2 separate regions of the Mus musculus genome follow, and region 1 is linked to region 2. A link is a contact called in public HiChIP or PLAC-seq data. All regions are on one chromosome and are shown on one strand. The core of a region is the stretch at or near the end of the contact, and the rest is flanking DNA. Distances in the headings are between cores, read along the strand shown.

Region 1 (4,226 bases), core at 619-3,118, 71 kb before region 2:
CATACCAAGCTATAGGAGACATTTCCTGCTAAAGATTCCTTAAGTTTGGCCATCTAGCTTTTCCTGCATGCACACCCATCCAACAAGTAAGTTTCCTCTGAGAAATGCCTGCAGCATCAATAGCAGCCAATCAGAATCTCTAAGGAATGTGACTTAGTCAGTTGCTAGACTGAGCTGATTTCATTCAAGCCTCAAAGCAAAGAAATATAATACTACAATTAATTTGAGTTAATGAGGTAGATACAATTGCCTTTAGAAGTTTGTCTTGCTGATTCTAAACACCTGTGAGGACAGGCATTAAATATACATGAGACATATAAACAGTTCATTAAATGCTGTTAGTCTGTTTCTGTAGCACGTGTTGATTTTCTTTATTAACATGCACTAACAAGCTTGATCATGACATTTTCTTACACGTATACAACACACATGCACACGTTGCTTTGTACTCAAGATCCCATGAATCTAAGGATTAATTTATATTATCTGAGACCCTTGGGAACCAGCGATAGAGATAATGTATTGTGAAGAGAATGGATATGTAGCTTAGTTGGTTGAGTGTTTGTCTGCATAGCGTGCAACCCTGGCTTCAGTGCCAGCATTGTAGGAAGTGGTGTTGTATGCCTGTAATTCCAACTCTTGTAAGGTAGAGGTAAGAAGGCCATGCCATCCTCAGCCTCACAGTAAGTTTGAGCCTCACAGTAAGTTTGAGGCCAGACTTGGAATATATGAGACTCAGTCTTGGAATATTTTTTATAAAAATAAGAAAATGATAAAGCATGACAAATCTGTTAGTCTTTAAGGAATCATTTTTACTCCTAGTTAAAGATGTCTACAGAATCATAGCTATGAATTTCACTTTACAAATGACAAATTTTATGTTAATGATCTCATTTAACTCTCTGCACATAATCTAAGCACCAAAGAATGCCTCATAATATAATTTCCAGGATTTGCCTCCCTCTCTCCTCCTGTTTTCTCAGGTGTTAGAAACCTATTACTAACCAACCTATATAGAGATGGCATTTATTGGACGGACACTGCAGACATGCACACTTTGTTTTACTGTATAGACTTCCAGGAAGCACTGACAAATGAGATCCAGGAAGAGCCAAGATGTCACTGGGCCTTGAATGCTGACCGTTGAGAATGGGAGGGTTGTCTGTATTCTCCTTCTGCTCTTCTTTCTGTGTTGGCTGAGTCCCTCACTGGCTTGGTCTAAGTAGAAGAAGAGATGTTTACCAGAAATACATGATTCCATGGAACGGATGAGAACATTTGAGAACAGATTTCAACTCGGACTTCCTGGCACGGCTATGGGCTGTGAAGAAGAGTGATGGTCTGTGGCTGTCTCCACAGGTGCCATGGATCAGGGCCTTCACATGTGGGTGGGAAGTGTGCTTATCATCATAGTGAAGGTGCAGCCTGGGAGAGTAAGAAACTGAATACTGGAAACAAGCTAGGTGTGTACTCCTGCTGATGTGTGCTCCACATAGTGCCTCAGGGTCTACATGTTCTGTCGATTATATCATTCTATCAAAGGAGTCCTCAAGACACCATGCATGACTATATACCCATTCACAGTGAGATGAGGATCGCTATTAGTGGAAACCCCTTGTGAGTGTTGCTTTTCAAGGTAGCTAAATCTTCTTTAGTTCAATCTAAAATAATGAAAGCCCTGCTTTATTCAGGCCTAAGGTACATACACATGGCAGAAACATGTTCTCCTCACTTCCTGGGTTAAAGGTGAGACTGCTGAGGGAAGAGCAATGAGGAAACAACTCATGACCACAGAAAGGGGTGTCAGTCAAGACTGTTTCCTTATGTAACAGTGGATAGTGAGATAACGGCTCAGGGTTTGCGTTAGACTTTAAACTCCAACGGACGAAGCTGTTGCCTCCCACGGCGTCTCTGTGTGCAGATGTCACAACCACCCTCCCTGGAGGAAAGGAACATGAGAGAAGATTTGGGGAAGAAAAGCCACAGCTCAAGGAACTGAAAAGGAGTTGTTGCCTTCCAGGCAAGTGTGTAGGCTAGGGAAGGCCCCGAGCAGAGCATGCTGTGTGTGTTAGGAGCCTGACGACTTGGACCATGTGAATTTTCTCATTTCTTGTTACTTCTAATGCTATTGATCAACTGTGTGAAGGGAACTTTCTCTGCACCTTCTGCTTTCACAGTAAGAGCCCAATATTCATGTCTGGTTTTGGTAGTGAGTCTAGACTAACAGTGAGATGGGTAAGGGAAAGAGAAAACCTCCCCCCCCCCTCCCCTTTGTGGTTAATGGTGTCAGAGGCTGTAGGAGACTGGCAGGTGTTTAGAAACCAGCGTGAGTCATTCTGCATCTCAACTTGGCTGGGCTATGGGGCTGCATATTCAGTCAAGCATTATTTTAGATGTTTCTGTAACATCTTTGGGTGAGATTAACATGAAAACCAATGGATTCTTTGTGCAGCAAGAATACTTTTTATGACATGGTGGGTTCCGTCTAGTCAGCTGAAGGTCTTACTAAAGACTGATGCTGACCCGAGAAGTTTAGATTTAGTAAGGCCCCATAATCACGTGCATTAGTTCCTGAGGAGATACTTACTCCTCTAACCCTCATCTGTAGGAGGTTCAGCTCGCTAACTTGGAAGCTCTTTCTACAGTCAACCATAATGTAGAGATTGTTCCAGCAAGAGTTCTGAAATCAGGAAAAATACAACAACAACAAATTTAAATGCCCAAATATCAGAGGCTATTTATTTTATTCAGTCCTTTCCCTTGTTTTAAATCAGGGTCTCAAGTTGTCTGGTTTCCTTTGATATTTCTATATAGTTTAGGATGACCTTGCAGATATGTGCCACCACAATCCCTTTACACAGTGCTGGGGATTGATCCTAGGTCTTTGTGCTCATTCGACAAGTACTCTGCCAACTGACATACATCCCTCAGCCCTCATCATCAGCTTTTGACACAGAATTTTTGGCAGGGTACCTGTTGGCTTGGTACAGAATGTGTCTGTCCCCTGAGCCAACATCTTCTTAAAATGGCAGACGAAAATAAACCCAGCTGAGTTGGAGATAGTCATCCTGGCAACCACACATCTACTTTTTCCTGGAACATCAACTCTTAGGCAAGGACTATTTGCCTCTGTGCTAACTCAGGACCAGGACCAAGTCCTAGAGAACACCCCGTACCTCTGATGACTCTGAGAATGGACTCTGCCAGTGTAAGTGACTGGACTTGGCTTGGAACTCAGTGTTTTCTCAATTGCAGATCTTCACAAAGCTTGTGTTAATTGTTCTCCTACAACAGATAAGCCTAAGGTGTCCTGTTTAAGGAAATGTTCCTCTTTGAAAAAACTGCCTGTACTATAAACCCCTCCCTGAGGGGAGGACGAGAAATGTGCCCAGCTCCAAGATGTGGCCAGACAGCATTGTACAGCCTGGTAACTCTAGTCAGCCCCACCTTCAAGGATCCAAGTTCAGCAGAGGTGAAGAGTGCTTTCGTTCTGGTCACTCATTCACCAGGGGAAGCTGGACACCATCCGGTGAACCTGGTCTTGTGAAATCAGACAACCTAATTGCCCTTTACAGCTTGGTAAATGATATACTCCAACTGTGAGGGCTAAAGTTATATTTTAAGTTTTAATTCCTGTGCTGAAGGGATCTATAAAACAAAAATGTCTCTAACCTATAATGCAGATAACTTTCTCTGCCCACGGACAGATAACTTCCTGGATTCTGGGGGCTACTATTCATGCAAGATAACAAGCCATGAAAATGTTTTCACTTCTGTAAACAAGGTTGGTTGCTTCAACTTCTCAGGATGTCCTTAATCACATGGACCAGGAAGTACATAGGCAGGATGTATGCTTACCCCCAAGGCAGCAAATACACAGCCTTGTAGGTTGTGCCTTTATAATCACCAGATTAGCACAGTGTGAGGCCGTTTTCTGGGAATCCTGAGTATGGATCTGGGTAGAGTCCATAGTCTTGGCCAGCATTTAATAAAACTTACTTTAATTTTGGCTCAAAAATTGGGATAATGGTCCTATTCTCTCCCAGTAGGATCAACAGTAGGGCTCATAAAAGTTAATCCAGACCCAGGCTTCCAAGCTGATACCCTGGGTGATGAGCAGAGTGTCTAGTTGTCTAGCTGTGGATAGGACAAAAACCCTCAGAGGTTTCTACACCACTCTTGGAATCTTTGGAGAGGCCTTATATGCTGCCTCAGTAACTTAAGTG
Region 2 (4,241 bases), core at 168-2,667:
AACATATAGATTTCCTGAAGTGGATTCTTTCCCATTATGCAGCCCCTATGCAGTGAGATCACAAGGTGGACAGCAAGAGAAAACAGTATTTAATTGGTTCTAGAAGGATGCAATGGAAATAAAATATCCTTCTCTCAACGTAAACTTTAAATGCATGGACATAGTAAACATGAAGGGGTGATGCTGCACCCCAAACAAGCCCACACTTCACTGGCTAATTAAATCATTTTAATCTAATGAATATAAACGGTGAAATAAATGGGCTTAGCGATGAGTCAGGAGCCATCAGATCGCAGTGGCTGCAGAGCCAGTTCCTCCATGCTGGGACAAGCAGAACCTTTCTGGGGATCTTCAAGCAACGCCCTATGTGCACTTTGGCCTCTGTTGAGTTTTGAGTAGGCAGCTTTCCCTGGCGGTCGCCCAAAAGAGTTCTACCTCCTCCGCACCTTCACCTTTTGCCTGATGAAACCCGATCCCAGAAACCCAAGAAAGCCAGGGAACAGAACCCAGGTTCGGTATGTTCTCCAGGGCATTTCCCTGCTGACCCGGGGTTTGATGGTAGCAGATTATTGAAGAAGGTGGGTCCTAGGTTCTTTGATCTTGGTAGCGGTAGAAGGGAAAAGTTCACAGTGCTATTCTATATTGTTATGACATGAGCTCAAAGGTAAGTTGTGAATTGGAAAAGTGGTTCAGGCACTCATGTGGGTGTGGTCACGATCAACGTGGACCTGAGCTCATCTCTCAGCACCCACCTAAAAAAGCCCTACATGGAGGGATCCTTGTGATTCCAATATTCCAGAAATGGAGACAGGATCCCTAGAGCCTGATGCCCAGCCAGCCTAGCTGAATTGTCAAGCCCCGGGTGCCAACCAGAGACACTGTCTCAAAAAAATCCAGATGGGGCAGTGGTGGGACTCATGGGTGTTACAAACTCTTGGTGCAAGCCTGGTCACCTGACTTAGAACCTTGGAACCTGTGTAAAGATGGGAAGAGAGTGCCTGTTCTGTCTCGTCTTCCAATTTTCCACAGTACACATGTGCCCTCCCTTACACATGCAATATAATAATCATACATAAAAACCACACACGATTTATGGCTCCTGAGGAACAGCACAAAGGATTACCTCTGACCAATACTTACACAATCTGTTCCTGGACATCTCCCTCCCACAAATCAATAGCTACTCTGAGAGTTTAGAAGAGGTGGGAGGCAAGATCAGTTTCCTCTCCATGGAAGGATATGCTTAATTTTCTAGATGCCATGGTGGCAGGGGATTCCCATCTGTCACAGAAGAGGAAAGTCCCTTCTCACTGTGCAGGTTTCAGAGTGTGGGAAGATCTCTCTCCTCACTCTTGTGGTGGGGCGTCCCTTATGACCCCTTAGGTACAAGTACAATAGGAGGGGAAATTAGAGTAATGTTGCTAAGACAGCATTTAGACTGAGTGGACTCTGTCCTTGTCACAGACACTCAGTCTTTGCAGCTGGGAGCTCTGGTTTACTTCAAAGCATGTTTCAGGCTGACCTGGTGTGTGCAGGTGTGAACGCGTGTGCCTGTGTGTAGAGACCAAAGGACAATATGGGGTGTGGTAACATCCACCTTCTGTGTGTGTGTGTGTTCAGGAATTCACATCTGTGTGGAAACGTGTGTGTGCACATGTGGAGGCCAGATGCTGATGACGATAGCTTCCTCAATCGTTTGCCACATGGTTTTTGATGTCTTCTCTCACTGGGCCTGGAACTCACCGATTGGCTAGATAAACTGTTCATCAGGGCCCTGTCTTTACCTTCCCAGCACTGGGACTACGAGTACATGCCACCAGGCCCTGTTATTTCCGTAGGTTCTGTGGATTCAAACTCCGGTCCTTGTGCTTGCAGGGCACACACTTGGCTGACTAACCCATCTCTCCGTCTCTCTCTCTCTCTCTCTCTCTCTCTCTCTCTCTCTCTCTCTCTCTCTCTCTTTCTTTCTTTCTTTCTTTCTTTTTAGAGGGTCTCTAACAGGTATGGAATTCTCAAAGTAGGATATACTGGCAGAACAGTGTCTTCCAAGGACTTGCCTGACTCTGCCTTCCCAGAGCAGGGACTACCCGTATATCTCTTAAAAATCAACAGTATTAACATGGTGCTGGGTTCTTGCTCTGTCCCTCTGCTGTGTTGATTTAGATAGACTCTTGATTTTTTTCCCTGCAGGATACTGTCACTCATGTTAAAGCAAGTATGTTGCTAGTTAAGGCAGATTTGAGAAACTGCTTCAATGCTCATATGCAAACCAGAGGATAGTCAGGGCCCTAACTCTTACACAGCTGACTGCTGGGGGACAAGAAACCAAGATACAGGCATGAGGACTCAAGGCCTGGGGCCTTTGGTTAAATGCAGGGCTGCCAAGAGAAGATGAAGTTTCAACAGGTGATAGAAAGAATTTGCCATTAACTTGAGGCAAGACACACAGCTTTGGAGCTGTTGGCATGCAAGGTAGCTAAATCCAAGGGCATTTATGATAACTTTGAGGGAGAAGATATATTTATCAAACTGGTCATAGGATTTTCCTTTTACATCTGCTACTGTAGTTATTTATGATACATTTTCCTACTTTTGCACTATTTCTGAATTCCTCTGATGGCCATGATTTCATCAGAGAATATTTGATTTTGCTAGAATTTATTTTTTATTAATTTATATATTTTGAAGCAGAGTCTAGTATAGCCAGGCTGACAAGAAATTTATAGTGTTCCTGCCTCACCATCCTGAGTGTTGAAATTAGAAATATGATTATGACTTTGTTTCTGATTTTAACTTCTTTCTTATCACCAAAGATGGCTTGCAAATTCTCCTTCTGGTGTCTGCACTGTGTTGTTTCTGTGAAATGATGTAAGCAATCTAGATCCTTTCCTCCTCCTCCTCCTCTTCATCCTCTCTCTCTTCTTCCTCTTTCTCTTTGCATTTTTTTCTTATTGAATTGGGAGATTTTTATAAATTGAAATTAGATTCTTCTCCCATACAATACATCTCTACCACTGTTTCCCCTTTCAGTTCCCCCCACATTTCCCCTTTGCCCCAGATCTACTCCCCTCCATTCCCCTTCAGAAAGGAGCAGGCCTTCAAGAAATAACAACCAAACAGGACAAAACAAGATTCTATAAGACAGGGAAAAAGCCTTGAAGTTGGACAAGTCAACCAAATAGGAGGAAAAGAGTCCCAAGAACTGACAAAAGAGTCAGAGACACACCTGCTCCTATTGTTAGAAGTCCTACAAAAACCACCAAGCTAATAGCTATAACATACACAGGAGACCTGGTGCAGACCCATGCAGGCCCTGTAATTGCTGCTTCAGTGTCTATGAGTCCCTGTGAACCCTGATTAGTTCATTCACTTGGTCATGTTCTCCTGGTTTCCTCTATCTCCGCTGACTCTTAGAATCTTTCCTCTCCTTCTGTAGGGTTTCCCAAGCTACGAGGGGAGTGACCTCCAGTTTAGACACTCTCTGCATGATGTCTGGCTGTAGATCTCTGCACCTGCTCTCATCTGCTGCGGGAGGAAGCCTCTCTGATGACATCTGGGCAAGGCACAATCTACGAGTATAGGAGCCATCATTAGGAATCATTCATTGATTTTTTTTTTTCCTCAGTTGTGTTTGATTCTACTCTAGGTATTTAGAATATCCACTTTCTGGTTCCTGACTATTCCTGGCAATGTTAGGCATGGGTTCCCTTTTGTGGAGTGGGCCTCAAGTTAAACCAGATACTGGTTGGCCAATCCCCCCACATTCTGTGCTACTATTGGCCCAGCCCATCTTGCAGGAAGGAGAACATTGTAGGTTGGAAGTTTTGTGGCTGGGTTGGTGTCCTGGCTTCTCTTTTAGTAAATGCCAAAGAGATTGGACTGTAGGGGTGAAAGCTTGAACCCTTACTGTCAATGAGCTGTGTGGATGGGGCCCCACTGTCAGCTTTCAGAGAGCATCATCCCTCCGTCCTAGTGTCAGTCTCAGTGATTTGTGGATTTCCTCAGGAGCCCCTCAACTTATAATTCAACCGAGAACACCCAGTCCAGTCCTTGCCTGGCTACAAGAGATGACCAGTTCAGAGTCCATATCCGCTGTTACTAGGAGTCTTCACTGGGGTCACCTTCATAGATTCAGGAAGTTTCCACTGTACTAGGTTTGCACACTATCCTTAAACTTCCCTCAATCCCAGCCATCTCTGCTTGTACTCTTCTCTTTTATCCCATCTTCCCCAATGTGATTC

What was found. HiChIP or PLAC-seq counts read pairs in DNA pulled down with a chosen protein or histone mark.
Region 1: a contact with region 2 is called in a BATF HiChIP or PLAC-seq map of CD8 T cells, with 19 read pairs. The contact joins two enhancer-like sites. A contact is called at or near these places in 1 of 15 datasets of contacts at CTCF or cohesin (CD8 T cells), 7 of 484 Hi-C or Micro-C datasets (CD4 T cells, CD8 T cells, LSK cells and 2 more) and 2 of 115 datasets of contacts at active chromatin or transcription factors (CD8 T cells and embryonic stem cells).

The regions. Positions count from the first base shown.
Region 1 is chr3:21,985,938-21,990,163 of GRCm38.p6, reverse strand. No RefSeq gene overlaps it. Among named protein-coding and RNA genes, the nearest start is that of Gm31813, 24 kb to the right of the region's middle. Within about 2 kb of position 1,868, at least 152 of the 459 cell types and tissues checked have an H3K27ac peak or open chromatin away from gene starts, as enhancers often do. A contact at or near this core is called in CD8 T cells, where this site is marked.
Region 2 is chr3:21,914,842-21,919,082 of GRCm38.p6, reverse strand. The region is part of intron 3 of Gm31813 (a long non-coding RNA gene); the gene reads left to right. Among named protein-coding and RNA genes, the nearest start is that of Gm31813, 47 kb to the left of the region's middle. Within about 2 kb of position 1,417, at least 34 of the 459 cell types and tissues checked have an H3K27ac peak or open chromatin away from gene starts, as enhancers often do. A contact at or near this core is called in CD8 T cells, where this site is marked.